2 separate regions of the Oryctolagus cuniculus genome follow, and region 1 is linked to region 2. Evidence: chromatin contacts called from public Hi-C data. All regions are on one chromosome and are shown on one strand. The core of a region is the stretch at or near the end of the contact, and the rest is flanking DNA. Distances in the headings are between cores, read along the strand shown. Region 1 holds the start of ASIC1 (acid sensing ion channel subunit 1). Region 2 overlaps FAIM2 (Fas apoptotic inhibitory molecule 2).

What was found. Hi-C and Micro-C count contacts between places; a contact is called where the count stands out from the background.
Region 1: a contact with region 2 is called in a Hi-C map of an unstated tissue, with 4 times the contacts expected there. The contact joins the promoter of ASIC1 here to the enhancer-like site in region 2. A contact is called at or near these places in 2 of 6 Hi-C or Micro-C datasets (ear pinna and an unstated tissue).

The regions. Positions count from the first base shown.
Region 1 is chr11:53,391,614-53,398,678 of mOryCun1.1, forward strand. It overlaps ASIC1 (acid sensing ion channel subunit 1), which reads left to right and starts at 3,417. Exons shown (of 12, transcript XM_070052211.1): 1 at 3,417-3,554; 2 at 4,377-4,754; 3 at 5,292-5,487. The coding sequence starts at 4,393.
Region 2 is chr11:53,210,614-53,217,516 of mOryCun1.1, forward strand. It overlaps FAIM2 (Fas apoptotic inhibitory molecule 2), which reads right to left. Exons shown (of 12, transcript XM_002711124.5): 12 at 6,844-6,903. Among named protein-coding and RNA genes, the nearest start is that of BCDIN3D, 20 kb to the left of the region's middle. Within about 2 kb of position 5,363, at least 2 of the 8 cell types and tissues checked have an H3K27ac peak or open chromatin away from gene starts, as enhancers often do.

The DNA.
Region 1 (7,065 bases), core at 2,167-4,666, 180 kb after region 2:
TGGGCAGACACCAACCACGTTCTTGAAGCCTTCCGTGCAGTCTTACCCGGGGGCACAGGCAGCCCCAGCTTCCTCTTCCCCTCACCCCTGCCTTACAACCCCTCTGCTAGGATGATGGCCCCTGCCGCTGTGCACTGGCCATCCCCAATGCCTTACCTTTACTCCCGGCCTGTGCACTAAACTCAACTGTCAACAACTTGACATTGAGAGATTTTGAGGACAGTCCCTTCTCACCATGGCTCCCACAGCCAATCGTGGGGCTTGACCCAGGAAAATCCACAGTGGTGATTTGCTGCAAGTCACAGGGCAGGAATGGGGCAAAAGTCTGGGGTAGGGGATTGGGGGAAAGGTGGAACCCTTCTCAGCTCAAATGAAGAAGAAACAACAGCATGAGGGATTTAGGTCATGCATAAGAAAGCACTTCCCACGGTGGGCAGCAGTTAGGAGGGTTAAGACTCTGCTTGGGAGCCGGCGCCGTGGCTCAATAGGCTAATCCTCCACCTTGCGGCGCCGGCACACCGGGTTCTAGTCCCGGTTGGGGCGCCGGATTCTGTCCCGGTCGCCCCTCTTCCAGGCCAGCTCTCTGCTATGGCCAGGGAGTGCAGTGGAGGATGGCCCAGGTGCTTGGGCCCTGCACCCCATGGGAGACCAGGAAAAGCACCTGGCTCCTGGCTCCTGCCAGGATCAGTGCGGTGCGCCGGCTGCAGCGGCGGCCATTGGAGGGTGAACCAACGGCAAAAGGAAGACCTTTCTCTCTGTCTCTCTCTCTCACTGTCCACTCTGCCTGTCAAAAAAAAAAAAAAAAAAAAAAAAAAGACTCTGCTTGGGACACCCACATCCCATATCAGGGTGCCTGGGTCTGAGTCCTGGCTCCACCTCTGATTCCATCTCCCTGCTAGTATGCAGACTGGGAGGCAGCAGATGATGGCTCAAATACTTGAGTCCCAGCTACCCTTGTGAGAGACCTGGATGGAGTTCTGGCTCCTGGCTTCAGCCTGGCCTAGACCTGGCTGTTTTGGCCATTTACGGGGAGTGAACCAGCAAATGGAAGATCTCTCTTTGTCTCTATCTCTCTGTCTTTCAATTAAAGAAAAACAAGTTAAAAAATCATTTATTTATTTACTTGAGAGGCAGAGTTACAGACAGAGAGAGGGAGAGACAGAGAAAGAAAGGAGTCTTCCATCCACTGGTTCATTCCCCAGATGGCCACAACAGCCAGGGCTTGGCCAGGCTGAAACCAGAAGCCAGGAGCTTCTTCTGGGTCTCCCCCATGGGTGCAGGGGCCCAAGGACTTTGGCCATCTTCTACTGCTTTCCCAGGCCATAGCAGAGAGCTGGATCAAAAATGGAGCAACTGGGACTCGAACCGGTGCCCATATGGGATGCTGGCACCGCAGGCAGAAGCTTAGTGAGCTATGCCACAGCATCAGCCCCTGAGAATACGTTAAAAGAAAAAGTTTTAAAAAGACAACACTTTCTAAGGTTGGAGGCTGTGGTTTTACCGCTGCACTCAAACGCGAACAGTAATAGTTATTTTCTAAGCACAAGCCAACGTACTAAGCATTTTCCATGCATCAGCTCATGTGATCCTCAAAAAGTCATGTGAAACCAATATTATCTCCATCTTTCAGAAAAGGCCCTGCCCGTGCTAATGGGCAGCATGGCCAGGTCTGGAAGCTGAGATCCCCTGGTCCTGACTCCTCTCTTCCCGACTCCTCCTTGGCCTCGATCAGCCCTGGCCTGCCTCCGCCTCACCTCATCCCCTTCCCTCCACCCCCGCTGCTTGCTCCCTCAGTAGCTCCCAGGTGACTGAAGCAATTTGCTGCCATTTGAAGAGGCGCCACGTGTCACTCAGCCTGCCAGTGTGGGGAGCTGGGGAAATTCCAAGATGCTCCAAAGTGCTCCTCCCCTCCCCCTGAGGACATCTGGAATTCAGGAGTCAGACTGCCCCGCGCTTCCTCGGGTCCCTGTTTGGGACCCTCCCAGGAGGATTCCCACTCCCAAATGCCCCCTGAGTGGATGCTGAGTATCTGGGAGTGTGCTGCCACCCAGCGGCTGCCCAGAGACATGACAGCCTGCCGGCACCGCCTGGTGCTGCTTGGACAGCTCCCCAAGCCTAACACTTGAAGAGTCTCCCTTCCTTTGGGCAGCTCGGGCCGCCGTCTGTGGATCCCGACATCCCTACTAGCTCCATACTCCTTCTACGGATCGACAGATCCTTGTTCTTTTCGTATGTACCCCTTACTCGCAGCCCCTCACAACTTCTCCTCCACCTTCTTTCCACTGCGCCCGCCCCTTCTCACGACGACAGGTTCTTTCTCATCTTTCCTCTCCCAGGGCTGCGAGAGCCGCTAGCGATGGAATTCTGGTCCCCCGCACCCTCCGTGTTCATCATCTGACACCATCAGACCTCAACAGCCTCCGTGCTAAGAGCCCCTAATGAGCATCAGCAAATTAACAACTTCCCTTGATTGCGCCTTCTCTGTTAATTGGATAGGGAGCCCCCCCCCCCCCAGGAGGAGGGAGGGAGGGAGGGAAGGAGAGAGGCGAGAGCTGCCGAAGCAGCTCCCAGGCCTGGGTTCAGGGCGCGCAGGGCACACACAGCTTCCCCTTCCAACCCTTCTCCATCCTGCCCCCTCTTCCTCCCTTTCCTCACTTCTGTCTGAATCCCCTTGACCTCTGGGATTTCTCCTTCTTGCTTTCTGCTCTTGCTTTAGAGATTTGGAAGTGAGGGGCAGCAGACATGCAGCCTCCATGGAGGATGGGGTCTGGGCGGCCAGGGCTGTGTGCGTTCACGTGTGTGCATGTGTGTGCGCAGCACAGCACACGGAGGCGGGGAGCCTGTGGGTCAGGGCCCTGGATGCGTGGGCGGCTGCGGGGTGGGGGTGTGGTTGAGAGTGGCGGTGCGGCGAAGGCCTGCGTATGTGCCTGTGTCTCCGCACGGCAAGTGTGACTCCGAGCGTGTGTGTGTGTGTGTGTGTGTGCGCGCGCGTGTGCCACCAGAGAAGCAGCAGCAAGAGGCGGGAGCATCGATCCGAAGGAGCCAGACGTCTTCCCTGCTGCTCGCATCGCGCGCACAGACTCACAAGCCAGCCGCCGGGCCTCGCAGCAGGCAGGCGGCCCCGGCGCGGCGGCGAGCCCGCGCGAAGCCCTCCTCGGTCCCGCTTCCCGGTCGGGCCCGGAGCCGCCCTCGCAGACACTCGCGGGCGCGCACGCGCACCCTCGCCCCGCGCGCCGCGCCGCGCCCCGCCCGCCGCCGCCGGCCGGACGATGGATCCCTGCAGATCCCGGGGTTGAGAGCACCGCGCCGCGCGCCGAGCCCCGGCGGACCGAGCCGAGGCCAGCGGGCCCGCGGGCGCGCGCGGGCGGCGGGCGGGCGCATCAGAGCCGTGCGGGCCGGGCGGGCCGCTCCCTGCAGGGCTCTGCGCGGCGAGCCGCGGCGGCCGCGGGCTCGGGCTCCGGGCCATGAGCCCCTCGGCGGCTCGGCGCTGAGCCCGCCCCCGGCCCGCGCCCAGGACCTGCCGCCGGCTGCCGGCTTCCCGAAGGCCCCCTCAGGTGGGTTTCCGATCCCCCTCCCCCTCCCCTGGCCGCGGGACTCCCCGCGCCCGGCAGCCGGGACTCTGCTCCCGTCTGCCTTGGAGGCTTGGAGGCTGGGGAGGGGGCGGGGGCCAGGCGGGGAATAGGACTGCGACGAGGAGCTGGACTAAGAGGGGGGGGGGGTGCTGGGGTGGGGGAGCGGGTTAGCGTCCGGGGCGGGGACAGCTCGCTGTCGTAGGGAGCCGCGCCCCCCCTCCCCCGTGCATCCACCTCGGGCAGCCCGCCACCCCCCACCCAAGCGTACACACACAGCCTGCGCCTGTGGGAACTGGAGACAAGGCAGGTGAGGACTCGGGCTTCGCCCCTCCCCGAATGCACCCGCCTCCCTCGGGTTTCTGGCCAGGTTAGCTCTTGGGGAGGGATCCCCATTCCTGGGGATACCCTTGACCCGGGTTCAGCCCACGTGGGGGAGTTTTGGTCTCTAGGATGGGTGGACGTTCCTGTCCCAGAGTGACCCCACATCTAGAGGGAACTCCAGTGCCTGGCCGTAGGAGCATCAGGAGTTCCCTTTTGCAGGGCAGGACTGTATCTGGGGTCCTCCCTGGCCTGGGAATCCTCCGTGGGAGAGCATGCTCTTTGCCTGAGCTGACACCCCCCCCCCTCACCTCTGTCTTTGGAAGACCCCAGCCTTGGGATGTGTCCCTAGGGCAGCCACCTCCGGGGCTGGCACACCAGGCAAGTCTTCCACCCCTTGGGGACAATGATGTCTGGGTGAACACTGTTGGAGGACCCCACAGTGTACTGTCACCTCAGGACACCCCCCTCTCCCCCCGCCCCCAGGATCCCCTGGGCAAGGATGGAACTGAAGGCCGAAGAGGAGGAGGTGGGTGGCGTCCAGCCGGTGAGCATCCAGGCCTTCGCCAGCAGCTCCACACTGCACGGCCTGGCGCACATCTTCTCCTACGAGCGGCTGTCTCTGAAGCGGGCGCTGTGGGCCCTGTGCTTCCTGGGTTCCCTGGCCGTGCTGCTGTGCGTGTGCACAGAACGTGTGCAGTACTATTTCCACTACCACCACGTCACCAAGCTCGACGAGGTGGCTGCCTCCCAGCTCACCTTCCCGGCCGTCACGCTGTGCAACCTCAATGAGTTCCGCTTTAGCCAAGTCTCCAAGAATGACTTGTACCATGCCGGGGAGCTGCTGGCCCTGCTCAACAACAGGTGGGTGCTTTCCCAACCCCGTCCCCGCCCCATCCCTGGAGTCCCGTGCTCGCCTCCCTAATCCATCACAGCCCTGCCCTCCAGCTGCACCCCTGCCCTACCCCAGCAACTTGCTGCTCAGAGAAGCTGATGTACTGCTTAGTGCGTCCCATCTCTGATCCCAACACAAGCCAAAGACAGCTCTTCCCCTACCCAGCCTGTGCTGTGAGTAAGTTCTGCCCCCCCCCCCCCCCCCCGCTACTGCGTCTTGAGGAAGCAGACACAGTGTCTTTCAAGGGTAGAGACTGGAATGTAGAAGCCATAGCTCCAGCCTTGATATTTCTGCCCACCCCACCCTGTGTGCTGGGATGCTCAGCCCTCGGACAACCACTGCAGCTCCTTCTGTCTTCTCAAACTCCATGTGGCAGGCAGGTCCTCCGGGCACTCCCAGCTCTTTGCTTGCCTGTGTCCAAGCCGAATCCCCAGGGCTGCAGGTTGAGTACGGGGGCATTGGTGGCTGTGCTAACCCATGCGCTACTCACGCCCTGGGAACTCCAGGTACGAGATACCGGACACACAGATGGCGGATGAAAAGCAGCTGGAGATATTGCAAGACAAGGCCAACTTCCGCAGCTTCAAGCCCAAGCCCTTCAACATGCGCGAGTTCTACGACCGAGCTGGGCACGACATTCGGGACATGCTGCTCTCCTGCCATTTCCGGGGGGAGGTTTGCAGTGCTGAAGACTTCAAGGTGGTGAGTGAGCCCCCAGCTGTGGGTTTGAATCTACCTGCCCACCCCTCCCCATGCCACCAGGCTAACCCCACTGGTGCCTGCTATTCTGGGAGAGGAAATTGTGTGTGCCGGGGATCGCTTCTAGCAGGAGGGGACTTTTGTTCCGCCAAGGAGCACATTTGCCCTGGCTGAGGGTATGAGCCTTAGCCTTACCTCCAGGATAACGGGAAAGAACACAGCACCCACGGGTGCACTCACGTAGGCATCCCACATGTGGCCTGGCGTGTCCTCCTCCCCCTTCTGGGTCATGGGTGTCAGATTTGGGAGGAGTGGAGGGTAAGCTGCTGCCTTGCCACTCAAAATGAGGTCTGGGGGCTTGAAAGAAAGGCAAGCCTCTGTTATTCTACGTTCCAGGCGTACTGAGTCCATATGTGCATGCTAAGAAGCTCCCCAGGGGATCTGAATACACAGTTATAGCCTGAGCAGCACTGGGAAGCTTGGAAAGTGAGGGATGCTTTGTCTTAACCCACAGGACAGGTCATTCTCACCACATCACCCCGTACACACACATGCCAGTTGGGCTTCCTTTTTGCCAGCAAGAGACAGCATCGGAAGAAGGAGAGATTAGCGGGATGCATGCAGAGTCGTGGGGGAACTGAACTGCAGGGCCCTGTGCATCTTAAAATGAGATGCCCCACAAACACTCACACCCCCAGATTTACCTGCTGGATGCAGGTCAGGGAGGGGTCATGGAACTGACTTTGACCTCTGGTGGGCGAGCTGCTCCTGGGCTGGGCACACAGATTCCGAAGGTTAAGAACTGGACAGAGGTTGGAGAGAGACCCACAGAGCTGCAGTGCCGTGCATAAGCGCAAAGGGCAGGAAGGAATGCTCTCTAGGCTCTCCCTCTATGCTCCTGGTGAATAAGCACATGAACTCTAATTCACAAATGCACAGACTGAGGTGCAAAGAGGTAGAATAACGTGTCTGTACCCACGTAGCTGGCTACTGACAGATTCAGGGTTAAAACTCGGACCTTATTCAACCTCAACGCTGCGAGCTCTTTCCATCAATTTTGCTGGCCCTGGAGTTACAGTGCCCACTTCCCGTTCTGGTAATTTCTCTTTTAAGACCCAGCCTCCCTGAGGCCCTGCTTGCCTCTTCCCAGTTTCCCACATTCAGAGCCTCCTTTCTTGTGCCTGCCCACTGGCTCCCCGACTTACCTGTTTCCTCCTAGCATTATAGGGGAAGGACTGCCTTTGTTTGTGTGCAAAGTTTAGAGCCGTGGTTATGCTTTGGGTTTCCTGCTGAGGTTACACAAGACTTCCTAATCTCATTAGGTCCCTGCTCTGCAGACCAGTTTTATGGGCCTTTGCCAGTCCTACTGGAGTAGACCACACTTCTTGTTGAGCAAACTGGCGGGGAGTCTGCATGCATGGAGGGTCCTGGATTCTCCCATTGTGTGCTGGAGCTTGAGACCAGAGGATTCCCTGGGTGCTACCGTTCCGTGTTTCCAAGAATAGCAGGGCTGTGGGTCAAGGTGGAAGTGAAAGCTTGAGCCCTCCCATGTCCAGCACACACAGCACACAGCAGAAGGGA
Region 2 (6,903 bases), core at 4,113-6,612:
ATTGAGTTCCCAGCCTGGCCCTGTCCTTACCATTGTGGGCATTTGGGGAGTGAACCAGTGGATGTGAGAGCTCTCTCTCTCGCTTTTGCTCTTGCTCTCTTGCTTTCTCTGTCTCATCTTTCTTCCTCTCAGATAAATACAGAAATTTTACAAATCTATTACAAAACGAAAATATGAGATCTGTCTTGGGCTCCCCAGTGAGGCTGCTGCTGCGTGGGGAATTCTCTGATTCTAGAACGGTTATCCTGGGGCCAGTGCTGTGGTGTACTGGGTAAAGCCGCCGCCTGCAGTGTCGGCATCCCATATGGGCATCGGTTCAAGTCCTGGCTGCTCCACTGCTGATCCAGCTCTCTGCTATGGCCTGGGAAAGCAGTAGAAGATGGCCCAAGTCCCCAGCGCTGTGGCACAGTGGATTAATGACTTGCCCTGAGGTGACAGCATCCCATATGGGTGCCGGTTCGAGTCCCGGCTGCTCCTCTTCCTATCCGGCTCTCTGCTATGAACTGGGAAAGCAGTGGAAGATAGCCCAAGTCCTTGGGCCCCTGCACCCACGTGGAAGAACAGGAAGAAGCTCCTGGCTCCTGGCTTCAGATTGGCGGTGCAGCTCTGGCCATTGCAGCCAACTGGGGAGTGAACCATCAGATGGAAGACCTCTCTCTCTCTCTCTCTCTCTCTCTCTCTCTCTCTCTCTCCCCCTGCCTCTGCCTCCCTGTAACTCTGCCTTTCAAATAAATACATAAAACTTTTTTTTTTTGACAGGCAGAGTGGACAGTGAGAGAGAGAGACAGAGGGAAAGGTCTTCCTTTGCCGTTGGTTCACCCTCCAATGGCCGCCGCGGCCGGCGTGCTGCGGCCGGCGCACCGCGCTGATCCGATGGCAGGAGCCAGGAGCCAGGTGCTTTTCCTGGTCTCCCATGGGGTGCAGGGCCCAAGCACCTGGGCCATCCTCCACTGCCTTCCCGGGCCACAGCAGAGAGCTGGCCTGGAAGAGGGGCAACCGGGACAGAATCCGGCGCCCCAACCGGGACTAGAACCCGGTGTGCCGGCGCCGCTAGGCGGAGGATTAGCCTAGTGAACCGCGGCGCCGGCTAATACATAAAACTTTAAAAAAATAAAAAAGAAAGGTTGTCCTGGGCTTCTTTCTTGTTTAGCTTTTCTCTCACTATCTGTATCTTTTTTATACAAATCCAAAATAAACTAAGTGACACTTCCAACATACTGCCTGAAAATCTTCCTAATCAGCGCTAGCAGTTAATTAGATACTTTTTCTATTTCTCACATTACTGTGGTATATAACAAGAGTCTGTGTTCCTCAAATTTCTAATAATGGGGCTGGTACTGTGGTGTAGTGAGTGGGGCCTCCCCCTATGATACTGGCATCCCATTTAGGCGCTGGTTTGAGCCCTGGCTGTTCCATTTCCTATCCATCTCCCTGCTGATGTACCTGGGAAAGCAGCGGAAGATGGCCCAAGTACTTAGGCTCCAGCAACCGGTTACGTGGGAGACATGGAAGAGGCTCCTGGCTCCTGGCTCTGGATCAGCCCAGCTCTGGCTGTTGTGGCCATTTGGTGAATGAACCAGATGATAGAGGATCTCTTTCTTTCTCTCCTCTCTCTCTCTCTCTGTAACTCTGCCTTTCCAATAAATAAATAAATCTTACAATGAAAAAAATTTACAATAACATTTTTTCTTTCTTTCTTTTCTTTTTCTTTCTTTCTTTCTTTTTTTTTTTTTTTTTGACAGGCAGAGTGAGTGAATAGTGAGAGAGAGAGACAGAGAGAAAGGTCTTCCTTTTGCCGCTGGTTCACCCTCCAATGGCCGCCACGGCTGGCACGCTGCAGCCAGCGCACCGTGCCGATCCGAAGGCAGGAACCAGGTGCTTCTCCTGGTCTCCCATGGGGTGCAGGGCCCAAGCACCTGGGCCATCCTCCACTGCCTTCCCGGGCCACAGCAGAGAGCTGGCCTGGAAGAGGGGCAACTGGGAAAGAATCCGGCGCCCCGACCAGGACTAGAACCCGGTGTGCCAGCGCCGCTAGGTGGAGGATTAGCCTATTGAGCCGCGGTGCCGGCAACATTTTCTTTCTTTAAAAAATGTAGAGAGAGAGAGAGAGAGAGAGCGCTCCCATACACTGATTCATTCCTCAGCTGTCCGCAACAGCCAAGACTGGGCCAGGCCAAAGCCAGAAGGTAAGATCCAATGCAGCTCCCTATACTTGAGTCATTGCTACTGCTTTCCAGGGTCTACGTTAGCAGGAAGCTGGAGTCAGGAGTCAGAGCCAGGTCGTGAGATGTGGCTGTGACATTTTCAGCTTCTCCCCCGTCTTCTCAATTTTCCTCAAGGCCATTCCAGCTTTCCCACCTTCTCACGGCGGGGGGAGAGGGGATCTGTCACGTGTCTCCCATTCCCCAGGCCAGTGATAAATGTTTCAGGTGCCTCACTTCCAGGTACCAAATTCTGTTGCTGCTCAGTGAGCAACTTCCAAGTTGGTGGCATAAAACCGCAACTGTTGCATTGTGTTCTCGGAGTCTGTGGATCAGGGATTTGCACAGGGTGCAGAAGCGGTGGTTGCCTGTGTGCTTTGTGAGGTCTTGGACCGAGCGTGGGAACACGCCAACAGCTGGGGGCTGGGGGCTGGGACACCTGAGTTCAGAGAATCTCTTTTGAGATGTCTTACTCTGCACAGGACTGCTGCCTTGGCGGACAGGTGGGCATGGCTGACTGTGAACTTACCGAGGCACAGCAGCCCCAGGGCGGCTAACTCCTTATGCAGTGGAAAAGCTAATGAAGGGGAACAGAAGTGCCGTACGACGGGACCAGGCTCAGTCCTCTCTGCAGGGCAGAAAGCAGAGCCCCTGGAGGAGGAGTGTCTTAGCCATCTGGGGGTGCACTGGGTGTGTGTATGGGAGCACACATGTTTGCTGGGAGTAGCCAGATGTGAGCAGAGGCAGGTGGCAGGTGGCAGGGTCGCTTGGCTCTGGAACCCTCCAGCCTCACTGGCGTCTGGAAATGGGAAGAAAGAGGTACATGGAGGTCACCACCTGGGGTAGTAGCTGCCAGAAGGGAATGGATGGTGTCCTGGGTTGGACAGTGGCCCCCACCCCCTGTTCCTGCAGAGAGATATGTCCGAATGCTAAATCCTTGTACCTGTGAATGTGACCTCTTGGGAAACTAGGTCTTTTTTCCAAGTAAGGATCTTTTTTTGTTGTTGTTGTTAAAGATTTATTCATTTATTTGAAAATCAGAGTTACACAGAAAGAGGAGAGGGAGAGGGAGAGGGAGAGGGAGAGGGAGAGGGAGAGAGAGAGAGAGAGAGAGAGAGAGAGGTCTTCCATCTGCTGGTTCACTCCCTAGATGGCTGCAACTATCAGAGTTGGGCTGATCTGAAGCCTAGAGCTTCGTCCATGACTCCCACATGGGTGCAGGGGCCTAAGGACTTGGGCCATCTTCCACTGCTTTCCCAGGCCATAGCAGAGAGCCGGATCGGAAGTGGAGCAGCTGGGACTAGCACCAGCACCCATATGGGATGCCGGCACTGCAGACAGCGGCTTTACCCATTATGCCACAGCGCCAGCCCCCAATTAAGGATCTTGAGATGAGATCATCATGCTGGATTCATGGAGGGCCTTAAATACAGAGACAGGTAACCTCAAAAGAGAAAGGAGAGGTAGATTCAAGACACAGAGGAAAAGGCCCCATGAAGATGGAGGCTGAGCTGAGAGAAGCACCAGGGGCTGCCGGCAGCCGGAGGAGCAGGGCCCACCAGAAATCAACCTGCTGATGCCCCATTCCAGGCTCCCAGCCTCCCCCAACAGCGGCAGAATGAATTACCTGCTGTTCTAAGCTCAACAGGTTGTGGGAAGTTGTTAGGGCAGCCCCAGCAAACTAACAGCAGTAGACTGGGTGGGAGAGTGGGGAGGCTGGGGGGGGGGGCTTCGGAGGCAGGGGGCTGCCACATCCCCTCCTTCCCACCTGTCCCGCCCCTCCGCGCTGATCCAGGGGCTGCCTCCTGCCATGGTGCCCATCCTGGTACTGCTTTTCTGCTGCAGCAGCATGGGGCAGCGTGGACCTGGGACACTCGCTGTGCAGCCTGGAGCCTCTGCACCTGCTTCCTGTCCTGGGACATGACCGGCATCTCCTACTCCCAGGTCTAAAGTTGGATGAGTCACAGCATCTTCTGCCACTTAGGTAAAAAGGAAAAGGGTTGGAGGAGATTCATCCATTCATCCAGGGGTTCCTCCATTCACCCCAAATTGCTTACTGAGACCATGCATTCTAAATCCAAAAGAGAAGTTGCCCGGCTTTGAAGTTGCTGTTCCAGGGGCTCTGTCCAGGTGTGACACAGGCTTTCCTTTGAGAGAAAGCAAGGAAGAACTGGGGCAGGCGTTTTAGTCTGGAGGTTAGGATGCTGGTTCCTGCATCCCACATCCAAGTCCCAGCTCCGGCTCCGGACTCCAGCTTCCTGCTAACTACTTGGGAGGTAGCAGTAGGTGGCTCAGGCAGTTGGGTCCCTGCCACCCACATGGGAGACCTGGATTGAGTTCTTGTCTCCCGGGGCATTTGGGGAGTGAACCCGTTGATGGAGTTCTCTCTCTCTCCCCATCTCTGTCTCTCTGCCTGTTAAATTAAAAGATAAAACAAAGACAAGTCAGAATCTTCTACCAGAGCTGTCCAAGAAATAGGCTTCCATGGAAAGGAGTGTGGTCCCTGTCCAGAGGGGCTTCTCTGGGGACTTTCCTCACCCAGGATCCTAAAATCTACATAAAGGGTTTATTGGGAAGGAGAGCCCTGTTGCTTTTTCTACAGAAAAAGGCAAACTTAGCTACAGTGGATGGCAGCGCTGCGGCGGGAAAAAAGGATCAGGTTCATGTGTGCTAAATGTTTTTATTCCTGTCTCCAGTGGGACATGAGCACTCCCCCCTCCCCCGATGGCGAGGCCCCAGGGAGCAGTCACTGGTCTCCGGGGACCTCGGAGCAGCGCAGGTCAGGACAGCAGCGGCGTCTGCACTGTGGCCCACAGGGTCCGGGGCGCGACACGGGAGGGGGGGGCTCTGCCTCAGACCCTCAGGGCAGCCGCCCAGGGGAGGGGGTGGCTCAGGGTTGGTTTGGGGCACCCAGGTGAACGGTGACTGAGAAGATGCGGCAATCCCTGGAACATAGGGGACACAGCTGGGGCTGCTGGGAAGTCAGGTCTAGGACGGTCTGAGGAAAACTGCAACCAGATCCGGGCCCCCACCTCCAAGGCCCCCCCCCCTCCCCCCGCTCTAAGGCCCCTTCGGTTTCCCTCCCTCATAACCAGACCTTGCATTCCCTCAGGAAGCCGCGGAGGGGCAGCAGAGAGCCAGCCCGGCCCGTGCTCCCCGGTTCAGCGTGCGGACCAAGGGCCCGTGTTCCCAGGGAGGCAGCCGCGGAACCCTTCGGAACAAGGGTGTCTGTTCCAGCCCCGATCCCAGGGAGGTGGAAGAACAGGATTCTTGGGGCTTCCCCAGCCGTACGGCAGGGGCCACGCGTGTGCCTGGGAATTGGCGTCCGGGAGAGAGGAAAGGAGAGGAACTCCTAGCCACCGGGCATGAGCGGGTGACCTCTAGCTTTGGTCACAAGGCGTCAGGTTCCCGGCTGCCTCTGGTTTTCTCAAATCCAATCTACCACTTTACCGCCCCAGCCCCACCCAGGCCAAAAATGCAAGGGGCCAGCGGCCTCCTGCACACCTGCCCGGCTTCGGTTTCCCGTAATCCTGCATTCCCGTTCCCCCGCCCTTGCTCTGTCCAAGACCACTGCAGGTGTTCTGGGTTCGCCGCTGCCTGGATGCAAGGTGGAAGGCGGGTGCTATGCCCTGGTCCTGCACAGCCCTGCAGGGCCGGAGCCTGCTCGGGACCCCTACTTCCTGGCTGAGGGCGTCCCAGCCCCCCGGGATTTTAACTCTCCGCCTTGGGCACTCTCTCAGTGGGCATGAATTAGCCTAAGAAGAGGAGGACTTGGACGCTGGATGCGGAAGCAGGAGAAAGGCAGAGTTTTGAGTGGCAGGACAGTGGGGGTTGGTAACAACTGAGGCCAGGGGCCTGCGCTGTGGTAAAGCAGGCAAAGCCACCGTCTGCAGTGCCGGCATCCCATAAGGGCGCCAGTTCAAGTCCCGGCTGCTCCACTTTCCAATCCAGTTCTCTGCTGTGGCCTGGGAATGCAGTAGAAGATGGCCCAAGTCCTTGGGCCCCTGCACCCATGTGGGAGACCCAGAAGCAGCTCCTGGCTCCTGGCTTTGGATCTGCGCAGCTCCGGCTGTTGTGGCCAATTGGGGAAATAAGCCAGTGGGTAGAAGACGTCTCTCTCTCTCTTTCTATGTCTGTAACTCTGCCTCTCAAGTAAATAAATACATCTTAAAACAAAACAACAAAATGGAGGCCAGAGATGGGGCAAGGAACCCCTGGGTCACAGCTGGGTGAGGCAGTTGGTGGACAGAAGGGATTTCAGAAGTTCGTGGAAAATGGAATTAAACGATATTTATTTCAGGGCAAAAAAAATTTTCCAGATCCATGGGGTTGTTGTCATAATACGCATTTTCCTCGAACCTTCTGAAGATCCTTAGAAGTGTTCAGGTGCCACTTCTCACCCCCCCCCCAATCCCAACATGGCTATGGGCGGGAAAACCGAACCCCAGACAGCAACAAGCAGGTGTGTAAGAGCAGCAAGGCTGGCATGGTGCAGACACACACACACACACACACACCCTGCCTGCTGGCTCCTTTTCTGCTCACATATCCAATACACACACACACACACACACACACACACACACACCACCTGGCTCTGGGCTCCTTTTCTGCTCACAACCCAAGATGGAACAAAACTGCAAAGGCTTCTGCAATGTTTCTTGGAAACTCGAAGCAGGAGGGTGTGGAGGGCTGGGTGGGG